3 separate regions of the Sus scrofa genome follow, and regions 1 and 3 are each linked to region 2. A link is a contact called in public Hi-C data. All regions are on one chromosome and are shown on one strand. The core of a region is the stretch at or near the end of the contact, and the rest is flanking DNA. Distances in the headings are between cores, read along the strand shown. Region 1 has its middle 350 kb from the start of TNC. Region 2 has its middle 73 kb from the start of TNFSF8. Region 3 overlaps LOC102161373 (a long non-coding RNA gene).

What was found. Hi-C and Micro-C count contacts between places; a contact is called where the count stands out from the background.
Region 1: a contact with region 2 is called in a Hi-C map of adipose tissue, with 5 times the contacts expected there. The contact joins two enhancer-like sites. A contact is called at or near these places in 6 of 47 Hi-C or Micro-C datasets (adipose tissue, embryonic fibroblasts, mesenteric adipose tissue and 2 more).
Region 3: a Hi-C map of retroperitoneal adipose tissue shows a contact between it and region 2, with 1.7 times the contacts expected there. The contact joins two enhancer-like sites. A contact is called at or near these places in 2 of 47 Hi-C or Micro-C datasets (embryonic fibroblasts and retroperitoneal adipose tissue).

What each region holds. Positions count from the first base shown.
Region 1 is chr1:255,983,751-255,986,450 of Sscrofa11.1, reverse strand. No RefSeq gene overlaps it. Among named protein-coding and RNA genes, the nearest start is that of TNC, 350 kb to the right of the region's middle. Within about 2 kb of position 1,425, at least 4 of the 83 cell types and tissues checked have an H3K27ac peak or open chromatin away from gene starts, as enhancers often do. A contact at or near this core is called in adipose tissue, where this site is marked.
Region 2 is chr1:255,530,541-255,533,240 of Sscrofa11.1, reverse strand. It overlaps a transcript of TNC not described here. Among named protein-coding and RNA genes, the nearest start is that of TNFSF8, 73 kb to the right of the region's middle. Within about 2 kb of position 1,395, at least 22 of the 83 cell types and tissues checked have an H3K27ac peak or open chromatin away from gene starts, as enhancers often do. A contact at or near this core is called in adipose tissue and retroperitoneal adipose tissue, where this site is marked.
Region 3 is chr1:255,881,487-255,884,186 of Sscrofa11.1, reverse strand. All of the region lies in intron 4 of LOC102161373 (a long non-coding RNA gene), which reads right to left. Among named protein-coding and RNA genes, the nearest start is that of TNC, 250 kb to the right of the region's middle. Within about 2 kb of position 1,371, at least 11 of the 83 cell types and tissues checked have an H3K27ac peak or open chromatin away from gene starts, as enhancers often do. A contact at or near this core is called in retroperitoneal adipose tissue, where this site is marked.

The sequences.
Region 1 (2,700 bases), core at 176-2,675, 450 kb before region 2:
CCATCCTGGGCTGGAGACCTGCAAGGAGAGAGGGGGTCAAGCTGTGCATCGTTACTTCGCAGTCAACGTTGACTTGTTCTCTGTCACTCTCCCAGATGTAAACAGGGCAGGGCTATTCTCCTTTGACAGAGCGTGTGCTCTGGAACATGCAATGCCTGGGAGAGAGGGACAGAAGACAAAGTCACACCAGCAGCTGCAGGTGACAAAAGCAAATTTGTGTTCTGCTGGTACTTTGTCATTTCCCCTCTCTTCTCCTTACTGCTTTCTTTAGCCCAGCTTTGCTACAGATTCTGATTCCAAGCAGTTCCCCTCCTCCTTCATCTCCGGTACACATGCCATGCCACCCCACTCCTCCTGTCTCCCCAAGTCACAGGGAATGACTGAATTCTTTGCAGTCATCATATATACTCTCAGATCCAGCCCTCCAACCTTAGCACATTTTTACTTCATTCAGAAAATGATCCTCGGAGTTCCCGTCGTGGCGCAGTGGTTAACGAATCCGACTAGGAACCATGAGGTTGCGGGTTCAGTCCCTGCCCTTGCTCAGTGGGTTAACGATCCATTGTTGCCATGAGCTGTGGTGTAGGTTGCAGACGCGGCTCGGATCCCGCATTGCTGTGGCTCTGGCGTAGGCCAGTGACTACAGCTCTGATTGGACCCCTAGCCTGGGAACCTCCATATGCCACGGGAGCAGCCCAAAGAAATAGCAAAAAGACAAAAAAAAAAAAAAAAAGAAAAGAAAGAAAACGATCTTTTCCCTCCCCAGCCCCATCCCAATTACTGGAGAATCCCAGTTGTGTGTTTGGGTCTTGGCTTAGGTGTCACCTCCTCCAGAAATCCTTCCCTGACTCATTGAATCAGTACATCTCTGTGTCCTCCCTTGTGCTTTTCTAGTGCACTTCCTTCTTCCTGAACACCTATCACAATATCTTGGAATTGCCTGGCTATATACCTGTCTTTTCCATCAGAGCAAATACTAGGGAGGTTATTGTAATCTGCGTCCTCTCTCCAGCACCAAGGGTAGTGTTTGTTAATATGCTCAAAAAATATGTATTGATTGGCTGAGCAATTAGATAAATGATTAAATAAACTGGTGCAGACAATTTGCAAGAATTTAAAGGGAGGGTGAGGAGGAATGTTACAATGCCCCAGTGTAACAGGAGCCTGTGTTTCCATGGCAGCTTGGGGCGCCTCTGTTCTGTCTCTTATAGCCGTATTCCCACATTCTGCCCTGGCTCAAGGGGTCAAGCAAGGTCTACTCAAGAAAGGAGCCCATTTTCCTCTGAAAAGTGTTCCCTGCTTCTGTTTTGCATTCTTTTGCCGCTGATGTTGTCAGTGAAGCCAGGAGCGTCTGGGATCTCTATTAGCACCAGGCTGTGTGAACAGACTTGGGCCAGAGTTGCAGCTGGGAAGAATGCCCCTGGTGTGAACAGGGTGGTTCCAAAAGCGCGGCAGAGAGCCGGCCGGCAGGGCAGGCAGGGGCAAAGGAGAATGAGTGAGAGCCAAGGATGCGTCGAGACCCTTCAAGTCAAGGAGACACGTTAGAGCAGTGAGCATCCTGGAGTGAAAATGCAGGTCTGTACTAACCACCGGTAAGACCCTAGGCAGTGATTTACCATCTCGAACTGTGGCTTCTTCATCTGTTAGACCACAGCTCTTAGGCATATTCTAAAAATGAGATGAACTGATATTCTTGGGCTTCTCTAGTGAGTGCCGAGTATTTAGCAGGCTTTGTCTGTCAGTCTGTCTGTCTCCCTGTTCTTCCAGAGAAATAGAACCAATAGAATAGAGAGGGAGGGAGAGAGAGAGATTTGGAGGCTGCCAAGTCCAAAAATCTGCAGGGCCGGCTGGCTGGCTAGAGACCCCAGGAAGAATTGTTGTTGCAGCTCCAGTCCAAACACAATGTGCTAGCAGAATTCTCTCTTCCTTGACCTTTCTTAAAGGTCAGTCTTTTGCCTTAAGGTCTTCAGTTGATCAGATGAGGCCCACCCACATAATAGAAGGTAATCTGCTTTACTCAAAGTCTGCTGATTTAAATTATTTTTTAAACTTTTTTATGGAAGTTCACAGGCCAGGGATTGAATCCGAGCTGCAACTGTGACCTACATGGCAGTGCAGGATCTTTTAAAGCACTGTGCCAGGTCAGGGACTGAATCTGCACCTCTTGACTGCACCAAGCCATTGCAGTCAGATTCTTAACCCACTGTGCCACAGCAGAAACTCCCTACTTATTTAAATATTAATCTCATCTTAAAAGTACCTTCATAGAAACATCTAGATGTTTGATCAAATATCTGGGTTCTGTGGCCTAGCCAAGTTGACACATAAAATTAACCATGACCATCTATCTGTCTGTCTATCTATCTTCTATCTATCCATCCATCCATTGCATTAAATGGGGCACTCCCCATCTTTAAACATAGTACAACCCCACAGTTCTTAAAGTTACACAGCATCAGGGACCTTCATTTCATTTTAATTTCTCACTATAAATGCCCAAGAAACAGTACCTTAAGTCTCCTAGGCAGTACCAAAACCCACCGTATTACAAGGGTCTACTTACTGCCAGTTCTCTGCATCCGAAAGATGCACATCAACATCTATTCAAAGAAATGCTTAACCTGGTTTCCTGGAAATGTAGAGAAGTAGCAACACATGCAGTAATTGTGCCAATAAAGAGCTATCTGCTACTAGAAATGG
Region 2 (2,700 bases), core at 146-2,645:
AATTGGGCTGTTGGTGTACTTTTCATTGTTGAGCCTGAATTCCACCAAAGCCAAGTGTTCAAACCAAGTGAGGAACTTCGAAAAGGAGAGGGACTGAGGGAGGAAAACCGTTTTGAGCAAAGTTGAAGAAGTTTGGGAAAAGCTTATAACGTAAGATTCAGCTTCCTGCTCATCACTCCCAAGACTTACGCTTTGTGGTTTAAGTGACATTTTTATACTCATTTTCTAATGCAATCTCCTAAAAATTCCATGACATAGATGAGGTGACAATTGTGGTCATGCAAGGGTTAGAGTCCCCAGAGGCAGACGGCCTGAGTTCAAACCCTGGCTCCTCCATTCCTCAGTCCCTGGCCTCTCCAGGCCTCAGTTTCCTCATCAGTAAAGAGGGGGGAGCTGCCTCTCCAGTTCCATGGGATTTCTGTGGGAAATAAATGATACCATCCCCAGACGCTCTTTGCATGACGCCTGGCAGATGGCAAGCACTCATGAGTGCGGCTATTGCTACCGTCACTTTATATATGGCCAACTGGGAGTTCCCGTCGTGGCTCAGTGGTTAATGAATCCGACTAGGAACCATGAGGTTGCAGGTTCAATCCCTGGCCTTGCTCAGTGGGTTAAGGATCCGGCATTGCCATGAGCTATGGTGTAGGTCGCAGACGCAGCTCGGATCCCTCGTTGCTGTGGCTCTGGCGTAGGCTGGTGGCTACAGCTCCGATTGGACCCCAGCCTGGGAACATCCATATGCCACGGGAGTGGCCCTAGAAAAGACAAAAAGACCAAAAAAAAAAAAAATGTGTGTGTGTAGTGGACTGGGGTTACCAGGAGTGCAAGGACTTGCCAGTGGCTACTTCCCCAATTAACAATGGAACCAGGATGTAAACTCAGGGCTTCTGGCCCCAGTGTTCTTGCTCTGCCCCAAGCCCCTGATGAAAACCTCTCCTTCCCTGAGGACACGGGTGCCATGGTGACAGAGTAGTGCTGCACAATGAGGGGTGTGGGGCAGCTATCTGGATCCTTCATCAGGCTCCTGCAACCTGGTGAATTAGAAAGAATGTCTGCTAGGACTGTGTCCTTCTCCTGCACTCATCGGCCCCTAAAAGGAAGGGAGCCCTGTGTCACCCAGTCTGGCCTGAATACATCTGCTCATGGGGGAACCCACGGCCTGGCAAAGCAGATCTGTTTGTACTCAGTGAATGTGAGTCAGAACCGCACATGATACATTTCTCTTTTAAATACAGATGTGGGAGTGGGGGGGGGGCAATACTCAGTTCATTCTCTTAGGAATTTTCAACAAATCGACTTATTTAATGAAAATGTTTGGGCTGATAGGCCTCACTCAAATGGAATGTGATGGCTTCAGAAGCCAGGATCGCAGGAATGTGTGGCTCCAGCCAGATCCTTTGCTGCTGAGTTTATCTTGCTTTAATAAATGCTGTCATGTTATATACACAGTTTGCTGTTCCAGATCATAAGACTTGTTGCCTACAATCCAGCCATAGCAACACTCGCCTTGCTGTATTAACCCAAACAAACTGGCTCCCTGTAACAACCAAACCTTACATGGGAGGTTTAACCCTCTACTGGCTGCTGATTTAGGAGTTCCCAACCCAGCCCCTCCCAAAAAAGAGATATAACTAAGCTGGTAAGGAATTCCCCAGAGGCCACACAAGAATCAAATTCTCTTGGTGAAGAAGCCACATCAAACAAGAGTCCTTAATCATGGCCTTTGGAAGGTCATAGATGCCTCCACGTGGAGGCCAGGTAGGCAGAAGGTCTGAGGCCATGGCATTAGAAACCTGCCCAGTAGGTATACATTGTCTGCTCCACAGGTTCTGGCCAGAAGTGTGAGCTCAGGGCTTCTCAAACACCCTTCAGTGGCCAGCTCCGTGGCTCCATTCAAGCAGCCTTCTTCATCTTGAAAGGTCTCCTGAAATCCTACTCTACCCTCCCAGTCCAAGCTCAAGTTCATGAAGCACTCCAAGGCTCTCATGGAGAATTAACTCCCAGGGTGTTCGGTCTTCCCTCTGCCCCTCTGCCATCTGTACACCTCCTTCCTGTTCTGTGTCCCAAGGGCTACCCTACCTGAACTAGATCAATGGACCCGCCTGCCCTCAGGCTTCCATGGGCAGCACATGGACATTGAAGGGAGGAGACTGCTGGAGAAGGGGGCGGGAAGGAGAGTCAGGGCACTGGTCCTCCAGCTCCATCTCTACGGGTCATGGTGGGCTGGCATCATGCTGGTGAGTTTCCCTCATAAGAGGCGCAGCACCTGTCAACTGACTACCTCCACACGAGGCTTCAGACAACTGCTATGCCCACTTGCCCCTTCAGGCCTCCCGATGGTCTCTGCTCCTCCCTGGGGGGCTACGCTAGCCCTCATGGGTCTCCTCCATACTGCCCGTGCCATTGGAAATAGTCCTGCTCTTTAAACTCTTCTCAGGGGCCCTGACAGGCAGGCCAGCCCTCGGGGAGTGCCAGGTGCTCAGTACCACTCTTGTGACCACCTGACGCCCCTATTCCCGCCTCGCTCCCTGGAGTGGACCTTGGTCATTGGATGGCGTCCCACCATTCAAACTCCTCTCTGGTTTTGGAAACTTTCCCATTGGTGAGAACCCTTCCTCCCACCATGGAAGCCGTGGGGAAAACACTCTCCTCCCCACGGCAGCCAGGGCAGGGAACTTGAGCTTGGCCCACTGGGTA
Region 3 (2,700 bases), core at 122-2,621, 350 kb before region 2:
AGGCTCTATGACTATTGCAGAGTGAAAGGTAAGATCATCACAATGACTGATACGGACCCACGTGACTTGGCTGGGATCTTACTCACTACGACTTCAACTACTCTCTCCCTCACTCCAGCCATCGCAGGCTCCCTAGGGCCTCTTCCTTTGCTATGTACTCTGCCTGTAAAGCTCTTACCCAGATGCCTTTATCTCTTAGCTCCATCAAGCTCAAATTCACCTGTTTTCAGCGAAACTTACCATCAACATCCTATTTAAAATATTAGTCATCCCTTGACACAATACCTCAGTTCCCCCTCACGCTGCTGTCTTTCTTCCAGATTGCTTACCACCTTTACTCTAACATTTAAACAATTTTTTTTTTTTGGTCTTTTCAAATTTTCTAGGGCCACACCCTTGGCATATAGAGGTTCCCAGGCTAGGGGTCTAATCAGGGCTGTAGCTGCCAGCCTATACCACAGCCACAGTAACGTGGGATCTGAGCCGCATCTGCTACCTACACCACAGCTCACAGAAACACTGGATCCTTAACCCACTGAGCAAGGCCAGGGATTGAACCCACAACTTCATGGTTCCTAGTCGGATTCGTTAACCACTGTGCCGCGATGGGAACTCCATAAACAAGTATTTTGATTACCGTCTATTGCCTGTGTCCCCTGCCTCCCAGGACAACAAGCCCCCTGAGCGGGAAGCCACACTGCCTAAGCTAGGGAGTGGTGGTGCAGGAGACAGTACGCATGTTTTATTCTGCATCTGGCTTCAGGGGCATACACTTCTGTCCACCTCGTTCTGTGACATTACCCAAGTGCCTAAAAGAGTGCTTGCAATGTGGCAGGTACTCAGTTTGCTGAAGGAATGAATGAATGAGTTAGAGAGTTATGTGGCTAAATGGAACCAGTGGACCCAATGAAAAGGCCCTAAGACTTTATCTATGTTTCAACATAGGTTCAAGTCCCAGGCTTGGCGCTTAATAGCTCTGGACTTCGGTAGATGTGCTTTGCCTTTGCAGTGCTCCAAGTTCTCTCCTGAAAAATGAGCATTCTCAACACGTCCATCACCTCTGCCTCTCAAGGTCACCATGAACACTGCAACATTGAGTAGGATATTTTATGAAGGGAAATCATTTTAACAACAGAAGCACTCATTAACATTATTTATCTAGGGAGAAGATTTGGTTACTCTGCTTCACAGAAGTTACACAGAAAACATGTGTTGCTCTGATCTGACTTCTGATCAGAGATTGGTAGGGGTTCCTGGAACCATCCCCCAGGGGCCTGCTGCTGTCTGTCCACTGCTTGCCCGCTGCTCCTGATAAAAGCCAGACTGTCCCTAGTTGGTCCCATAGGAGGCGCTAGAGAGGAGGATCAAGGGCTCTCTCTGATACAGCCAGGGCAACCAGAGATGCAGCAGGCCAGAACCATCATCCTTGACCTCTCTGGGCCCTTCCGTTGAAAGAGCCACCTCCTCTTGATCAGGGAACAAAGAATTCATAGCCTTGGGCATCTCCTCCTACTCCATCCCTCAGTGCCATCAGCTTCAACTGAGAGGCTGGGTCGTGTCTGGGCAGATGAAAAATAACAAACAGTAATCCTTAAGAACCCTCCGCTTTCCTTACTGTTCTGGCTCAGGTGAGCTCTAGGAGGTAGAAGCTTTTTTGTGCTCTCTCCATCCTCTGAGAGTCTCTATCCTCAGGTAAAAATCTGTTGACCTGGAGGAGAACAAACCTGCTTCAACTCTGCCCTGGAATTTGAGTGTCAATCCTTCTGGAGGACCTCAGGGTCAAGGTCTTGGTGAGGGGTACATGGATACTTGCCACAACCAGATAGATAGGAATTGTTTATAACTGAAAAGATAATGAGTGTGTAGCTTAAATTTGTAGCTACTACTTAAAACTGAGTGTCTAAAAATGCTTGGGGAAAAAAAAAATGTGTTCTTTCAAACAAGGTTATTTCCCCCATGTGGTTCTATTAATATTACTTATTATTTGATGTGGAAAAAAATACTATTGTGAAGGAGCCGATCTAAACCACATCCTGTCTGAATGTTCATCTATATTTTTATTTATAAACTTGAAATTAGAAAAGTTTCCCACGCAGACCGCCATCTCCACAGTCCCACTTTCACTGTGATTTTTATCTGTGTTCTGTTTACCCTTTTCAACCCTGTTGATTTGCCTTTCGAAAATCCTTTCTTTCTGCTGTTGCAATCGGTTCCTATTAAGGAGTGCTGTGGAAGTCCTCCGGGAAGTTTCAGAGTGTTTTCAGAAGCTATTTATAAACCTCCCAGAGTTGACTCTGTTGACTGAATAGGAGTTGGCATCTTTCCCTGTGATGGGAGTAAGATAAACATGGCCAAGGTAGAGAAGGAACATGCCTGCTGACCAAGCTCTTGCCTAAAAACCCCTTCCAGTTCATCCAAAGCTCAGAGAACATCCAAAAATGAAGACTCCCCAAAAAAACGGCCGTTCCCCTCTGTGACCGCCGCATTCCTGGATCCTTCTTGGAACCCCTGAACTTGCCACTGAAAGCCCTGGAGAGTCCTATCTGGAGCTGTTGACAAACTGATTTCAGGGGGTTTCCTCATTACCACAATGACATCTGGGCAACAACAGATGATTTACTTAAGGGCATGCCCTCTTTTTCCTGTTATCTTCACCTCTCTGGTTTCCCAAGTAGAACGGAGTGTGAGAACAGACGGACA